4 separate regions of the Sus scrofa genome follow, and all the other regions are linked to region 2. A link is a contact called in public Hi-C and HiChIP or PLAC-seq data. All regions are on one chromosome and are shown on one strand. The core of a region is the stretch at or near the end of the contact, and the rest is flanking DNA. Distances in the headings are between cores, read along the strand shown. Region 1 overlaps ANKRD44 (serine/threonine-protein phosphatase 6 regulatory ankyrin repeat subunit B). Region 2 overlaps ANKRD44 (serine/threonine-protein phosphatase 6 regulatory ankyrin repeat subunit B). Region 3 holds the start of ANKRD44 (serine/threonine-protein phosphatase 6 regulatory ankyrin repeat subunit B). Region 4 overlaps ANKRD44 (serine/threonine-protein phosphatase 6 regulatory ankyrin repeat subunit B).

Region 1 (3,808 bases), core at 1,267-3,766, 85 kb before region 2:
TTTCCATTTAATACTCTCTGACCTCAGGTGACTGAAGCAGCAGAGGGGGACAACTGTGATGGAAGACAAAAGGCTAAATCTGTTGAGTATTGATGGGTAACGTGTGACTGCTAATTGGTAAACTTAATCTCTTAATTAGTGATAGACTAACTTGCGCAGCTGTTTATCAAACGATGCTGCTGCCCCTTGGCAGTTGTTACCTTTCAGCAATCGCATCAACAGCACCATTTCTAGCGGTCGCTCTCGAGGCCTCCACACTCCGCCCGGACAGACCTTAAACTGTGGAGTCAGCTCGGAATCTCTCCATTTCTCTGTTAAGTTTGTGGTTCAGACACAGGTAACTGAAAACAGATGTGCTGAGTGAAAACTGCTCGTTTTCTTATTGAGTCTTGGTGGTTGGGGGCGGGGAGCAAAATCCGCCTCTTACAAACCCTTTGTGCTTTCGCTCCGGTGGCGGCGGCACAGCTTTCCGAGCTCAGCAATATTTGCCCGCGCTGTGTCCAGACGCTTTCTTTTTGTTTCTTAGAGAGATTGCTGATGGAGGTGGAGAGGGGCAGTAGCCTACCTTTCCTTTATGCTAATCTCTTTCTCCTGTTGCCTGTTTCCCATCTGCAGACCGAACACCGCCCCGTGGGACCCAGGGTGATTTTTCTGACCTAGCAATCGCCTCTGAGGATTCTTTGCTTAAACACTCATTAAGCTATTTGACAGCCCTGGGGACAGAGGGAGTTGGCAGTCCTGTCACATGCTTGGGCTGAGAGACAGGGCAGTGATTGGAGAGTGAGGAAGAGAAATCAGATGATTTGAAGGCAGAAGTGTCTGCAAACCTTCAGGCTCAGGGAGGACCAGATTGTGATCATGGTGATTGCAGTAGAGTGAGGGCCGCAAACCTTTTGCAAGCAGCTGCTGTGTGAGGGGAGCAGGTGAGATCCTGGGGGAGCCGGGCCAGAGAGGCTGTGCCCAGGAGCTGCACGATTGGCCTGGGGCGGCTCTGGGATAAGGGAATAAAAAACCACAAGGCAGGGCACACGCAATGCCAGCTGATCTCTATCATGGCAACCCAGGAGGAGAGAGCATTGAGGGTAGGATGTTTCCTGAAAAGCAGCTTTGTGGAGAATATAAGATTTGAGCTGGTTTTCAAATGCCTCCTGGTAGGAGTTTGACAAACTGGGAAGAAGGAGAAAGGGGACATTTGGGACAGAGGTCAGCAAAGCAAGAGAGAAAAAGGAAGCTCTGTGCTGGGTTTCCAGGACTGATGGTGTCAGCAGTTGACCTGGGCAGAGGGTTTGCACAGGTGACTGTGGAAGGAGGGTTGTAAAGAATGCGCTATGCCCAAGAACAACTGCTAAGGAGTTTGGGTTCTCTGGGGAGCCACAGAAGACTTGATCTGGGCTTGTGATGTGTGCAGAGTAGTGTTTTAGGACAGATAATCTAACCACGACCTATAGCACCGATAGCTTATTTACTGCCTGGACTATGGATACTGTTTCTCAAGCCATCCTTTCGTGGGAAAAAATGTTTTATTGTACACAGGTGGGCCCCCGGCATTGCATCAGGAACTGACCTTCATGGCCTTGTTAGTTAGTAGGGGAAATGTTTTATGACCAGCCTCTCTTAAATCCGAGGGGGCAATATGTTATCAGTCTCTGAAATGGGGCTGAATGATGGATATGCGATCGACTGCTAAGCTCAGCCCTGCAGTCACACGGTTATGAAATATTATCCAGCCTGAAACCATAAGAAAAAAAAAAAACCCTCTTAGCCTGATCTACTTCCATCACATGAGATGAGAACCTAGCCTTTAAAGAGACGTGGAAAAACTGGAGAACCGCTGACTACACGAAATGCAAATGTGAATTCCATGTGGAGGCATTCTTCTCTCAGAGGTTTGGGTATTTTCTTCTCTTGAATGTTGGCTCCAGACCACACCACCTGTTTCTGCTCCAAATGTTTCCAAAGTCAAAGGTCTCTGTCTCGGAGATTTGAGACCCTTGCTTGCTGTTGACCCTGTGTCCTTCCTGAAGGAAGGGAAAAAGTTGGAGGGGACGAGATGACGGGCAGAAGGCCTTTGGTCTTTTTGTTGCTAAGAGCTGGGGCCACCAAGCAGTGCTTTAATTGGAAATCTTCCTCGGGGCAATGCACCTGAAAGTTGGGGGAGCGGTGGGAACGGGGTGTAGTACACTGGCCTTAGTCTTGCTCTGGCTTAGCAGAAGAAATTCTCACTGCCTATGGTGATACTGCCTTACTTACGTCTGCTCTCAGGTTGGTGTCAGGCTGGTGCAAAAGAACCTAGAGTTTGATTTGACCAGTGGGTGCTGAGTCTTGATCAGACTAAGATTTTCTTCATCGTGAGAGCCAGGTAGGTCCTCTTCTGACTGTGGTCCTCAGGCTCTCAGTCGTAGTGGGAGCATAGACTGGTCAACAGAGGGAAGGAGCAACGTAGAACCCGTGCATTTTCCTTACGATCCTACAGACAGAGAAGTAACCACACAGCTCTCTCTGACCTGGGACCTCTTGTGCCTTGTGACATATTCTGACTTCCCCTTCGATTAGCCAATCTCATTTCACATCCATGAAAAGTGCAGGCCTCCCCTGTTTTCCTTGTCATTGTCCTTATTCTCCCTCAGACATGTGGCAGCCGTTCCATGAATGACTATAGTTGTAGAACTGTTATTCTTAAATGATGCGACAAATCACTGCTGTAAAGAGTTCATGGAAGCTCCTTGTGTTATGAAGGGCACCCTCATGGCTTGCTGAGATCGCCTCTCTCCCTATCCCTCTTTGAGCTGCTCCCTTGTCGCCCCACTGCCCTGTCCCCGCTTCCAAATGGCTCTTGAGACATTCTGAGCAGGGGTTCTCAAAGTGTGGTCCCCAGGTCAGCAGAATCGGCACCGCCTGCAAATTGTTAAAAAGGTAAATTGTAGGGCCCCGTCCTGGATCGACTGAGTGGGAAACTCTAGGGGTGAGCCCAGCCGTCTGTGGTTTCACAAGCCCCCTAATGATTCTAATACAAGTGAAATTCTGAATGTCTGAGTTTGAGAGACGCTAGGCTTGGCCTCTGAAGAGCCTTGATCTTTCCTTTTATGGGGTTAAAAGTAACTTCTGTATTTACCTGGATGCACATCTAAGGGTCCAAGAATAAAAGCAGAACCTGATGCATTTCATCTTCATTTCTATTCCTTGTTGACAATTTCTGCATTAGAATCAGGAGGCTTAGCCCTTCGCAATTTAACAGCTAGTTAAACACCACTTAACCCCTTAGCACTAGCCAATTGCTTTTCCTTGGAGCACGTTTCCATCCCTACCCTCCCCACCAATACCGTTCTGATTGCTGCAGTCACTCACTATTAGGCTAATTTGCTGCTCTGGGAGACAGTGTGAAGATGGCTCTCTGATTAGGTGGGAATTGATTAAGCAGAAGCTGCTTTGTGCTGTTGCTAGATCAGGGGAAAGCAACCAGAGAGCTTCTAATTCCAAGCCTCCTTCCATCTTGCTGTTGCCTCAGTTAAGTTACTTTTCTATGATTCGTGGCTCATTAGCATTGGTGACTCCCGAGTGTGCCTGTTATCCTTACTGTCTTTCCAGCCATATGTGAATGATATATGCTCAGAATCCCTCGTCCCGGTAATCTCCTTTTGTCATCCTGAATGTTGGTGACAAGATGAATGGCAAGATGAGTCTGGGTTGGAACCTAGGAACCTTGATATATATATATATATATATATATATATATATATATATTTTTTTTTTTTTTTTTACAAGTGCCACAGATGTTTCTGCTGCAGGTGGGCTTCAGACCCCAGTTTTA
Region 2 (4,120 bases), core at 1,585-4,084:
CTGAGCAGGCTAGTAGCTCTTGCTACATTAAAGCTTTTTTAGACCCTAATGACTGAGGGACTCCATTCTTGGGACCTCTCTCCCAGACTGTTGTTAAGTCTCCTACCTTGCTGAACCCCTCTGGTCTTCTCTTCCAGTTCATCATACCATCCATTTCCAGAGTGATCCTTCTAAAGCACAGCTCTTAGGTGACTCCCCTGCTCAAAAACCATGCATGGCTCCCCAGCCCTATGGAAGGGATGCCCAAATCTCTAAGCCTGGCATTCAAAGCCTTTTAGAATAGGATCCCTGTCTACCTCCCGGCCTACCTTCCTTCTCTCGTGCTCCAGCCAAATGAAACTGCTCCCTGTACGCGTTTAGTCTTCTGCTCGGGTTCTTCTGAGGTAGAAGCACACCCTTCCCAACTCACTCACCTCTGTCTGTTTAAATCCTTCTTTCAGGAAGCCAGATGCAGCCTCTCTCCTGTCATTGTGTGCATCTCCCATGGTGTTTACCTTCTACTCATGTCGTGTGTGTTCACATACTTCCTCTTACACTTTGGTAACTTATCAAGGGAGAGACTGACTATAACATCTTAGTGCTGAATTTCTTACCTTTAGTAAATTTCTTACACTTAATCAATCTTTACTGATTTGAATGTAATTGTTATCTGAAATATACCAGATTAATTTTTTTTAACTTAAAAAAATTTTTTTAGGGCCGCACCCACGGTTTATGGAGGTTCCCAGGCTAGGGGTCGAATTGGAGCTCCAGCTGCCAGCCTACACCACAGCTACAGATCCAAGCCGGGTCTGTGATCTCCACCACAGCTCATGGCAATGCTGGATTCTTAACCCACTAAGCGAGGCCAGGGATTGAACCCACCACCTCATGGTTCCTAGTCGGATTCCTTTCCACTGCGCCACAGCAGGATCTCCCTACCATATTAATTAAAAAAACCAAAAAACAAAAAACAAAACATGTTGTGTTGGCCCAGTGCTTTGCAGAGAAATAAAGGAAATATGAACTGGGTTGGTGTTCCCGTAAGGAAATACGATGCCACTGTCCTTGTGTGCAGAAGTTCCCATTTTATATAATCAAATGTTTTTCAGTCTCCTGGACTCCTTTTCCTTATCATTTCCCTTTGCTATCTGTCACTGAATGCCCTTGTCATGACATTGGATGGGGAAATTGGACAGATGCTTCCTGGAAGACTACACTGAGAGGATCCCTCGTAGATTCGCCTTCCTTGTGTCTTTCCTGGTTTTGTGGGCAGCAGGGGACCCTCCAGGCATCTCAGGCAGAGAGTAGTGGATGTCCTGGTCAACCCAGTGCCTTGGGTGTGAAAGTGGTTTGACCAGAGAGGGCCAGGAAGGTGTCTCCCTAATCCTCCATCTGGTTCCCAGGGGAGAGATGGTGAGAGTTTAACTGCTGCCTCCCTTTCTAAGGAATGAATATGGAATTCAAAGAAAAAGAACTACAGTCAGAAGAGGAGGTTTAAAGGGAAATTCTCATGGGCTTTGGAAAGACTTGACTGGGCAAAAGGTGGCTTTTGAGAGAATCCAGGTTCTAACAGACCCAATTTGGAGTTTGCCTGAATCATGAGTGACTTCATGTGACTGAGTTAATTCATCTATCTCGTATGTGGTCATTCCACCCCCCTCAGATATAACAGGAAATTGCCACCTTCCCAGTGAATGCCCTGTATTCCTACACATTGATTTTGTTTTTAAAGGACACCTGGATTGCTCTATTTGCCTTCCAATTCCATATATTCTCAAAAGGTATTATTACTCTAGATCACAAGAGAATATTACTATAATTAACTTTCTGTCATTTTTTAAAGGAACACTATGTTAGCGTTGTCCTTATTATGATAAGGGATGCAATACCAGATATTAATAAAAAGTCATGTTTGTACATTGCATCCTAAAACAGAGAACTGCTTTCTGCATCCGCACAGAGAAATTACACTGAATACACTTATTACCTTAAAATTCATCTTCTGGCCATATGCATTTTTTTTCCCCACAAAAATCACTAAAGTGGCTTATATTGATTAACATTGTTAAATTACCATTAATATTTGATACCACATGAATTCAGTGTGCTCTAACATACAATTATACTGAGAATGTAAGCAAAGCTAAGCTAGGAAATAAAACTTCTATAAAAATTTCTCAAAATAGGAAGCCACTGTAGAAGTATATTGTTGTTCCTTTTGTTTCACTAAAATTATACTGATGTAAATATGCAGCAAAAACTAACCTCTTGGATCCATTTTGCTCTTGCTTAAATTAACTTTCTCTAAATGTTAACTCCTGAACACTGCTTAATTGACTTAGCTAAAGTTTAGATTTGATCTCAAGCCATTTGAAACTAGACAGAGTGAAAAAAGATGTGGGTAGTTGGCAGCGGAGTCCAATAAAAATATGGCATTTGGCAGAGTATGTCTGCGTTGTTTTGCTTTGCTTTTTTTCTCTTTATGGTTGTGGCCTATTTTTGAAATGCTATGATTTAAATTCAGTGCTCAAGTGACAAGTCTGACAAAACAGAACTTATTTCCATGGAGGTTCTGTTGGGGAAAAGATGGAAGTGTTCCAGGAGCTAAAGGAAGTAACCTTAGTTTCACCTGGAAACAGTAGTGTCTCGGGGGCAGGAGATTTGGGCTATATATAAAGAGTAAAGGAAAGGAGCCAAGAGGCTGAGCCAAATTTGCATCCAGGAATAGAGCAACATCAAAGAATTAAAAGCAGTTATCTGTTGTTTCCACAGTATCTCTGTACACTGCAGTTGGGGAGCCGGAGGTAAATGAAGATCAGAAAGTTCTCTCCTGGGATGCCTTGGGTTGCAGCAATGGTCTTCTAACTGAGCTCCCTAGCTCCATTCTCTCCTCCCCCAAAGCTCAGCCCACGCTGTGGCCAGATGAAATGTTTGCAAAAACTCTGTGTCGTTTTCTTGCTCAAGACCTCCAGTTCCTGTTTGCTCTGAAGATTGAGTTAAAACTCCTTCTGCTGGCGTGGTGCTTCCCCCAGCCCATTTCTTTTTTTTCCTCCTCCCCCTAATCTCATCATCTCCTAGTCTCCACCATGAAAAATGCACTCCACACTCTCATTCAAAATCCACTTTGCAGCCTACCTTCTCTCTGATAGCTCAATCTAGACAGAGCTGCCCTCCGCCTGACCTCCAGGTTGAAAGATTGTAGCTTTTTGTTTTCCAACTTGTGGCAAGATTGTTTATTTTGTTAGTTATTTTGTTGGGGGTAACTATGTCTAGAAACAGATACACATAGATAGTCACTCTCTGTGCACATACATGTATGTATATGTATACACAGACACACAGAAGAGATATGGAGACATTTTCCCTTATGAGTGTAAACAGCATATCTCTATACAGAAAATACACTGAAACGGAGGCTGTACAGCAGAAATTGGTACACTGTTGTAAATGAACTATATTTTCATCATAAAAAAAGATACTGAAGCTGAATTCCTCGTCAGGAATTATTTGTTTATTCTGTATTGTATTGTATTGTAGTCACATGACAGGTGAGAGAAAGAAAGTACTGAGCCGGGAGAATCAAGAAAATTAAATTCTGGCCTCAACTTTGCCCTAACAGGCACATCATTTGACCCCCCTCACAGCTCCAGAGAGGGAATTAATCTCCTGGATGACCATCAGGAGATCATAAAGAAAAAGTATAATGGTATATGTTTGTAATAATCTTTCATAGTAAAATTATGATTTCACTCCCCATCCAGTGGACATAAATATGAGGCAGAGTTGGATTAGTCAAGAGAGATGATGTATTAGTCAGGAGAGTTGCTGTTATTTGACTTTATAGATTAGACCCCTGAGTACAGAGAGATTGTGCAACATTTTTGAGGTTGCCTGGTGTAACAAAGGCCAAGTCAGGCTCTGTGTGATTTTCAGTCCCCTGCCTGTGTGTAACTGCTTCTTTTCCCAGTGTGATGGACCCCTCTGCTTTACTGGTGGTGTTGAGTGGGTTATAATCCTAACTTATTTGTTCTATACATTTTAAGGACAGCTCCCCGCATCCCCAATTTTTCCTACTGTAGCATGGTTGGACATAAAAGCTCTTGCCTTGAAAAAAAAAAAATCTTTTTTTTTTTTTTTT
Region 3 (3,965 bases), core at 1,058-3,557, 120 kb before region 2:
TTGTCTTCCAATAGAGTTATTCTATAGCATTTATCTATTGAAGTACACATTAATTACAAATTTTATTTCTCCTTTATTATATATTAGGACATTATGTTGATATGGGGGAAATTTGCATAGGAAGGTAATGTTATTTATGAATTTCATTTCATAGTAATGAGAGTATTAAAAATGCTAGTTTACTGGCGTTTCCATTGGGACTCAGGTGGTTAAGACCCTCATATAGTCTCCATGAAGATGTGGGTTCATTCTCTGGCCTCACTCAGTGGGTTAAGGATCCGGTGTTGCCAAAAGCTGTGATGTAGGTTATGGATGTGGTTGGGATCCTGCAATGCTGTGGCTGTGGTATAGGCAGGCAGCTATAGCTGCAGCTCCAATTTGACTCCTAGCCCAGGAACTTCCATATGTCACAGATGTGGCCATAAAACAAAAAACGAAAAGCAAAGAAACCTAGTTACAAAATCGGATGTTGGACCCGATAGGTTTGAGAACTGTTTGCTCCTCCTTTCAAATCAGGCTCCAAGAACTTGCATGTAGGCATGCCCATGGTGAACCAGAGTGGACCTTGAATACTTCTGCCATATCAAGTCATTTGTTATCACTCTTCTGAAAGATGGCTATATTTAACAAGAGAGGTCAGTGTCCTATCCAGTTACCCACAAAGCCAGGCAGTAATATTAATAAATAGACATACTAACAACAGCAGTGAAGAACTGCTCCACAGATGCAACAAAAGCAAACTACTTTGTGTTTGAGGGAGGCCTTAGGAGGGAAATTTTTTTTAGTCTCTGTGCATTACTGAAGATTAGTGGAGTGGAGGCCAGGAGAGTGATTTCTTGGTTCCCCTTGTCTTCGTGATCTGAATCACAAGTCCATGGTTAGATAATAAATGGGGGATGCTAAGAGCATGCTACCATTCTCTCCTCTCCTTTCTCAGCAGACTGGGGAGGCTCAGAAGTTAGGAACGAAGAGCCCACCTTTACTTTGTGAATGAAGGGTAGCTATTTGGTCTTGCCCCAGGAACTGCAGTTCTGGTTTGCTGTTCAATGCAAGTCTGCTCCCTGCCATGCCAGGGGCATGTGGGGCTGCCTGGGAGCAGCACCCCATGTACTTGCCTACCCAGCCCTTCCTCCTGCAGAATCTCACCTCTTGTCACTTCCCAGGGAAGCCTATCCTCACCTACCAGTCTGGTCTGATTCCTGCATCACAGATTCCTTTCAGGAGTATTTCTCCCCCCGCCCCCAACCCTTATCTCAGCCTGTAATTACATTCATTAGTGATGACCACTTCATTCGTGTCAGACACCCCCTATGACTGGGTATCTGGAATATTTATGCTCCCCCTTTCCTTCTGTGGTACAAAGTCAGCACTCAGTACAGGGTTGTTGAAGGAATCGTTTGCTCGGAATTCCAGAAGTATCAACTCTTCACTATGTGTATGAATATGACCATCGTGTATGCATCTCTCGCTGTTTGACAGCTGGGTCTTCTATCTGTTGAATAGCATCGTTATCTGGAATGAGTCAGAACTGGTGGAAACACTCAAGGGCCCATTAATGCGGTAATTTAGGATCGCTTTTCTTCTCCAGTAATTCCACTTTACCTCCTTCCCTCCCAATGTTTGAATTTAATGATGGGCTTCTGTGTGTTCTAGCTGGGAGGTAGGTGGAGAAAAAGGCGAAAGGGCCAAAGCCCGAATCCCCACCCTCAAGTTTTGAAAAACACTTGCTAAAGAATGTGTGTGTGTGTGTGTGGGGGGGGCTCCCCGCTTTAGATAACGAGAGCATTAGCACTGTGGTACCTGACCCAGGTGTGATCATTTGATGTACTGGACTGTTTCCGGACAGGGGAGAGGTTTAGGGGAAGGCCAATCTAGAGTGTGACCCAGCCTCCCAGTCTCCCGGGTTAAAACTTTGGTGCAGCCTTTCTTACCCCTCGGGGTGTGCCAGCAGGACTTGCTCATCAGGTTGTACGACCGTGTGTGTTTGTGTGCGTGGGACGGGGCGAAGGAGGGTCACGAGCAGCCCCTGGGGATGCCTTTAACCGCGCACGTCCTGGGTCTGGGGGTGGGGGCAGCCGGGGCGACCCTGGGGCCGATATCCCGCTCGCCCCGGGCGCAATGTGCAGGTGCGGAAAGCAGGCGGCAGTCTGGGCCCACGGCGGCGCGCCGAGCACGAGCGGGCGTCGGGGGCCCGCGGGCTGCGAGGCGCGGCCGCGGGCGGCAGGAGGCAGCGTCGGCCAGGCGGCGCGGCGGCGAGCGAGGCAGCGCGCGGTGATGTCAGTGGCGGCCCGGCTGGCAGCAGCCGGTACTTCCTGTATAAAGGCGGGCGGGCTCGGCTGCAAACCCTACTAGCCAGTGTCAGCCTCTCGGCGGGAGGAGGAAGAGGCGGCGGAGGAGGAGCATAGGGAGGGCTGTCAAATTCGGGAGCCAGATTTTTTTCCCTTCCCCTGGCAATCCCTTCCGCTTCCCCGGCTCCTGGCGTGACATCTGTGGACCGGGAACCTGTATGTGTGTGCGCGCGAAGGAGCAGAAGAATGGCAGTGCTCAAACTCACCGACCAGGTAGGGGGCGGCGGCGCCGGCGCCGGCGGGCGGGACGCGCGGGGCGGCGCGGAGCCCCGGCGGGGGGATGGGGGCGCGGCGCGGAGCGCGCCCGCGAGCTGTTTACTCGCGGCGAAGGGGAGGAGTGTGTGTGGCCGCCGGCTCCTCTGAAAGCCGGCGGCTGAGGCTCTCCTTCCCGGCGCTGCCCGGCGCGGGGCATTCGGAACTGCGGGCTCGGCCAGGGGCGCCTTGGGGACTGAGGAAGGGGGTGCGCGGGGGTGCGTTGTCCGCGGGCCCGGGCTGGGCAGGGGGAGGGGAGGCTTGAGGTGCGCCTCCGGCGCTGCGCAGCGTGGGCTCCGCCAGCCCGTGCGGGCCGAGAGGAGGCTGGTCCGCGCCGCCGGCAGGAGGACCGTGGATGGAGAGGGAAAAGGGATCACAGCCTGCGGACCCCTTTCCAAGCCAAGCCGTAGACCCGCCCTGACAGCGATTCTTGTGTGGTCGGGCTGTCTTTATCCTTTTGACATGACATTTTGACTTCCTCTTTAGTAACCCAGAGGCAGTGTGCGTGGTGCGCGATGGGGACTCTTGGAGACCGCGCTCTGGGCCCTGGCCGGGCTCTCCCAGGAGGAGAAGTCCGGTCCGGGGCTCCCTTCTCAGGTAGTGGGCTACCCTCTGTGTGTGTTCATCAGTTTTGTTGCTTTCCGGTTGAGACACCGCACAGGGCAGCCCTGGAGTCCTGGATCGGAGAGGTGGGGTTATTGCTGACTCGCCTGACAGTCCTTGCTGCGGGTCTGTGGAATGGAAATACCCTGCCTTTGCGGACTGTGCTGCTCTGAGGACCTTGACACTCACAGGCGCCCAAGCAAGTTGCATGACAAAACTCTGCAGCTTCTTCCACGAAAGAAGGAAACAGCTTGCTTTTTTCTTCTTCTGCCGTTTATTCATACATGGTGGAACGAACATTGTTTTGTGGTCCTAATAGGCGGAGAGGCAGTCTTGACTTTGACACACGCGGTCGAACATGCCAGTCCTTGGTGTTAAACAGCTTCCTAAGTGGGTTGCATCTGGTGCCTCGCCGTCCTCAGTTTATGTCCTAAGTCAGAACCCCTGCGACTTAAATGCGATCCATCACCACAGTGGTTTGCTCTCCTGCCTTCAGATTCAAAGTTTTGCTTTGTTTTCCATAAGTATTTACAGGCTTTTTAAATTTTCTTTTTGTGGGGGAGGGATCACTTAATTAAGATTTATGTTACCCTTAAATTTAGCAGGAGGAGCAGCTGGTAATCTTGATGAATCTACTTGTTCCCATTGGTTCCAGAGCATTTAAAAGTGTAAATTGATATTCGTTTAGGCTTCCCTCCACCTTCTGGGCACATACTTCGACAACTGTTAGACATTTGCTTGTTTTAAATCTTCCAGTTTTAG
Region 4 (4,044 bases), core at 195-2,694, 110 kb after region 2:
CTAGTGGTTTTAATTAAGGAAATTTGAACTTTATTCCTAACTCTGCCTTTTTAATATTCTTTTTCCCCCAATTTTCAGTGTTAGTTAAGCAGGAAGAATAAAGCATAATTGGGCAAACTCAAATTTATTGAGGGTGTTGTTTTGCATATTAATGACCCGTATTAACGGTATGGTTATAGAATGCAATTGAATAAATCTGCTACGTTGGGAAGGGGGACCTGACTTCATTTTGTACTTCAATTCAACAAGAGTATTTAAAACATCTATATGAGTCTGTCGCAATGCTGGGTGCTATGGGAAATGTCGGAAGTTACCTGGTTGGTATCCTCCCGGAGCTCATAATTTTGTTGGAAGCCCAAGGCCCCACTAAAACAAAGAACCGTGCAAGATAGTATTTAATGAAGTTCAAAATGAAACAGGACTTTAATGGCAAAATGTTTGGTGTAAGCTATACGAACCATAGCGTGTAGATAGGAAGAGGAGAGCTCAAGGGTGGCCACAGTTTTCAAGGAGAAGGTGAGTTTTAGGTAGGCTTTGGAGGATGGAATTATGAGTAGAGCAGTGAGTGGCAGGAAGAGATAAGGCTCTGGGAAAAGCTTAGCCTGGCAGGGTAGAGGGTGTGTGATGGTGTGTGCTCTGCCCAGAGGCAGTATTATATCACGGTTGGGAGCCCAGGCTTTCCTGGGCACCAGCTGGGCTCCAATCCAAGCTGCCTCACTTGTGAGCTGTGTGACCTTCAGCCTGTTGCTCAATCTCTGTGCTTTGATTTCCTCATTTGAAAAATCAGAGTAATAGTAGTACCTCCTATAAGTTTGTGATGAAGATTAAAGGACTTAATTATTAGTAAAGCTTTCTGGTATATGTTAAGATCTGTGTGATTGTGAGTTATATAAATACATCTGCTAAGGTTATTCAACATGATAATCCCTATTAAAAGCTTTTGGGGAGTTCCCGTCATGGGTCAGTAGTAATGAACCTGATTAGTATCCGCGAGGACATGGGTTTGATCCCTGGCCTCTCTCTGTGGGTTATGGATCTGGTGTTGCCGGGAGCTGTGGTGTAGGTCGCAGACGTGGCTTGGATCCCACATTGCCGTGGCTGTGGCGTAGGCCGGTAGCTGCAGCCCCAATTCGACCCCTAGCCTGGGAATTTCCATATGCTGCGGGTTCAGCCCTAAAAAAAAACTCTTTGAACAGTGCCTGGCACATAGTAAACAATCAATAAATGTTGACTATTAATTTATTGCTCAGTAACATGTAGTATAGTCAAATTAAAGAGGGTCTTAAATGCTTCAATAAAGAGTTTGGCCTTGACCATAGAAACTGGGGATAATAACTGAATCTTTAGGAAAGGAAAACTACAAAGGCAGGGTTATATTAGGAATTGTAATTTATTTGTCAAGTGTTGTGCAATAGAATCAAAAATCTTGGCAGAGAATGAACCAGAATTGAAATGGTCCAGGGCATGGTGCATTCTGGTGGCCCTCCGGGCTCCCGGGCTGGTGGTGGAGATGAGATCAAGAGCAAATGACTGCAGCGTCATGAGGTGTGTTATGATGGAGGTTTGGACCAGGGAAACACTGAAGAGATGACATTTCAGCAAAAGAAGGATGGGTAGGAGTTTGCCACATGGCAAACTGAATTGTGTGAGATAAAAAAGATAGAGGGGGAAGCAGGGAAGCACATTCCAGGAAGAGGGAACAGTATTTACAAAGGCACAAATATGTGACCATATCCAAAAGCAGATTCCCAAGCCTGGACTACCTGATCTAGGGGGAGTGGAATGAGATGAGGTGGAAAGGCAGGAAGAGCCACACTACAAAGGATCACAATTGTCTTGCTAAGGAGTTGGGTTCCATGCTGAGGCATTCAGAAGCTGTTAAGGAATTATAATTGTATTGGGGAAATAACTATTTTAAAAATAGTAATAATTTTTAAAAAATGAAAGAAAAAAAAAAAGAATTGTAAGTGGGTGTAGGGTAGCTTGTGTCCGATGATCCCATTTGTGTGTGAGAAAGATTGCTCTAATTGCAATCCAGACAGATTGGAGGTGGTCCAGACTAGAAGCACTGGGCAGCCTCTTGCAAATGTCCAGAGAAGAAAAGATGCGGGCTCAGGCTAAGGACAAAACTGAGGGCGGTCAGAGGAGAGGTACACTGACGAACAGCAAGAACACTGGGTTGTCTCAGAAGAGAAAGGGATCTGCTTTAAGTCAAAGGGCCTTTTTGATTGGGAGGTTGCAGATCAAAAGAAGCAGCTCAATTTCCTGGCGAGAACAGCGTGCTAGGATCAGAAGGCTTTGACCAGATTCTAGAGTTCCCAAGCAGGTCATGGCTACCCAAAGGCAGGGATCCTAAATGTGTCAGTTAAGCAGAAGTAAATGATTTGGGCACAAACCAACTTCACTTGTGATGTGTTAATATTTTCAGTGGTGTTTTCTTTAACTTGTTAGCCAAAGAACCATGAATTTCTGATTTTCTTTCAGATTTGAACCGTTTGAGAGATAAACTGGCCAAATGTTTACTTAAAATTTGCCAAAAAAACTCAATAAGCACAAAGCCTCTTTCCTTGTAATTATTTTACCTTCATTTTATGCAAACACATACTATGTGGCAAAAGTGCCTTAGGAATGACATTATTATTCAAGTAGCCTTTCCTTCCATTGACCGTGCTGTGTCCTGAGGACATTGATGAGGGAAACGCTGTTCCAGCTCCAAGAGCCATATGCTTTCTTCTGTCTCAGCATATTTGGGGATAAGACCTGCTCCCTTCAGTAACAGTGGTTCATTGAGGGTAGCAATGGTGTGTGTATCTGTGTGTGTCTGAGTATATATATATAGTGGTGGTGGGGGAACCATCTAAGGAGAAAATACCAAAATGAGGAGAAGGGAAATTCTCTGACGGCCTAACGGGTTGAAGCTCCTGCATTCTCACCACCGTGTTGGCTTTGGTTGCTGCTGTGTGGTGTAGGTTCGATCCCTGGCCCAGGATTTCCCACATACTGCCTGTGTGGCAAAACAAACAAACAGAGAACCTGAAATAAATATTGCAAATCTCATTTAAAACAAAAAACATGGAGTTCCCATCGTGGCTCAGCAGAAACAAATCCAACTAGGAACCATGAGGTTGCAGGTTTGATCCCTGGCCTCCCTCAGTGGGTTAAGAATCTGGCATTGCTCTGAGTTGTGGTGTAGGTCGCAGACGCAGCTTGGACCTGATGTGGCTGTGGCTGTGGCATAGGCCAGAAGCTGTAACTCCAATTGGACCCCTAGCCTGGGAACCTCCATATGCCGTGGAGGTAAAAAGCAAAAAAACAAAAAACAAAAAACCCAAACAAATGAACAAGAAACAAACAAAGGGAGGAGGAGGAGAGTTGCAGAAGATAAAATTTGCTAAAGCTCCTCCCCACAAAGATCACTGTGCTCTGGTCTCCTTGTAGAGTTAGAAAGGGTAGCTCATTAAAGAGGAGAAAAACAGGCCTTTCTTTCTGTAAATAAGTAAACAAGGAGCATTTATGAAAATCACTTACCTTCATAAACAAAATGGCCAGTGTATTTTTAAAGATCTCTTTATGGCAAGTGTTATGGTCATTACTTTCTGATGAATTTAACTGCATCTTATTCTTAGGCCTTGACTGAATGTTTTTGGTTATTCTTTTTGCTTCTCTGAACTTTCGGTCAGAGCAGTTTCTGCAACGTGACTCAGTGCTCAGGCACCTTTGCCTGGTGTCAAAGCCCTTGGGTGTTTTTGCTTCTTTAACTTTGTTAGGTTTGGGGCGCTTGTCTCTAGGATTTGAATTTGTCTTTTACCAGTTATGCTCTCACTGCTTTTTCTACCTCAGTTGCAGCAGATTTAGTAGTAGTTTTGCAGGTTCTGACATTCTTATATTCACTAAATATCTGTTGATTGCTTGTTAGGTGTCATCTACTGTGCTGGATTATAGGGTGGCAAGGAATTTATGGTTTCTAGGGGTGGGCTTGAGAATTGAACAAGCAGTAACAACCGTGCATGCCTATTGTGATGCCAGAACAATTGCTGGGTGCCA

Evidence for each region. Hi-C and Micro-C count contacts between places; a contact is called where the count stands out from the background. HiChIP or PLAC-seq counts read pairs in DNA pulled down with a chosen protein or histone mark.
Region 1: an H3K27ac HiChIP or PLAC-seq map of alveolar macrophages shows a contact between it and region 2. The contact joins two enhancer-like sites. A contact is called at or near these places in 2 of 47 Hi-C or Micro-C datasets (embryonic fibroblasts and fibroblasts) and 2 of 2 datasets of contacts at active chromatin or transcription factors (alveolar macrophages and skeletal muscle).
Region 3: an H3K27ac HiChIP or PLAC-seq map of alveolar macrophages shows a contact between it and region 2. The contact joins the promoter of ANKRD44 here to the enhancer-like site in region 2. A contact is called at or near these places in 3 of 5 promoter capture datasets (fetal liver, fetal skeletal muscle and liver), 29 of 47 Hi-C or Micro-C datasets (alveolar macrophages, blood, embryonic fibroblasts and 12 more) and 2 of 2 datasets of contacts at active chromatin or transcription factors (alveolar macrophages and skeletal muscle).
Region 4: a contact with region 2 is called in a Hi-C map of liver, with 5 times the contacts expected there. The contact joins two enhancer-like sites. A contact is called at or near these places in 1 of 5 promoter capture datasets (liver), 10 of 47 Hi-C or Micro-C datasets (alveolar macrophages, blood, embryonic fibroblasts and 4 more) and 2 of 2 datasets of contacts at active chromatin or transcription factors (alveolar macrophages and skeletal muscle).

Annotation. Positions count from the first base shown.
Region 1 is chr15:101,177,024-101,180,831 of Sscrofa11.1, reverse strand. All of the region lies in intron 1 of ANKRD44 (serine/threonine-protein phosphatase 6 regulatory ankyrin repeat subunit B), which reads left to right. Among named protein-coding and RNA genes, the nearest start is that of ANKRD44, 32 kb to the left of the region's middle. Within about 2 kb of position 2,516, at least 4 of the 83 cell types and tissues checked have an H3K27ac peak or open chromatin away from gene starts, as enhancers often do. A contact at or near this core is called in alveolar macrophages, where this site is marked.
Region 2 is chr15:101,091,590-101,095,709 of Sscrofa11.1, reverse strand. The region is part of intron 1 of ANKRD44 (serine/threonine-protein phosphatase 6 regulatory ankyrin repeat subunit B); the gene reads left to right. Among named protein-coding and RNA genes, the nearest start is that of ANKRD44, 120 kb to the left of the region's middle. Within about 2 kb of position 2,834, at least 18 of the 83 cell types and tissues checked have an H3K27ac peak or open chromatin away from gene starts, as enhancers often do. A contact at or near this core is called in alveolar macrophages, fetal liver, liver and 2 more, where this site is marked.
Region 3 is chr15:101,209,514-101,213,478 of Sscrofa11.1, reverse strand. It overlaps ANKRD44 (serine/threonine-protein phosphatase 6 regulatory ankyrin repeat subunit B), which reads left to right and starts at 2,307. Exons shown (of 28, transcript XM_021076238.1): 1 at 2,307-2,561. The coding sequence starts at 2,535.
Region 4 is chr15:100,977,436-100,981,479 of Sscrofa11.1, reverse strand. The region is part of intron 10 of ANKRD44 (serine/threonine-protein phosphatase 6 regulatory ankyrin repeat subunit B); the gene reads left to right. Among named protein-coding and RNA genes, the nearest start is that of PGAP1, 160 kb to the right of the region's middle. Within about 2 kb of position 1,444, at least 3 of the 83 cell types and tissues checked have an H3K27ac peak or open chromatin away from gene starts, as enhancers often do. A contact at or near this core is called in liver, where this site is marked.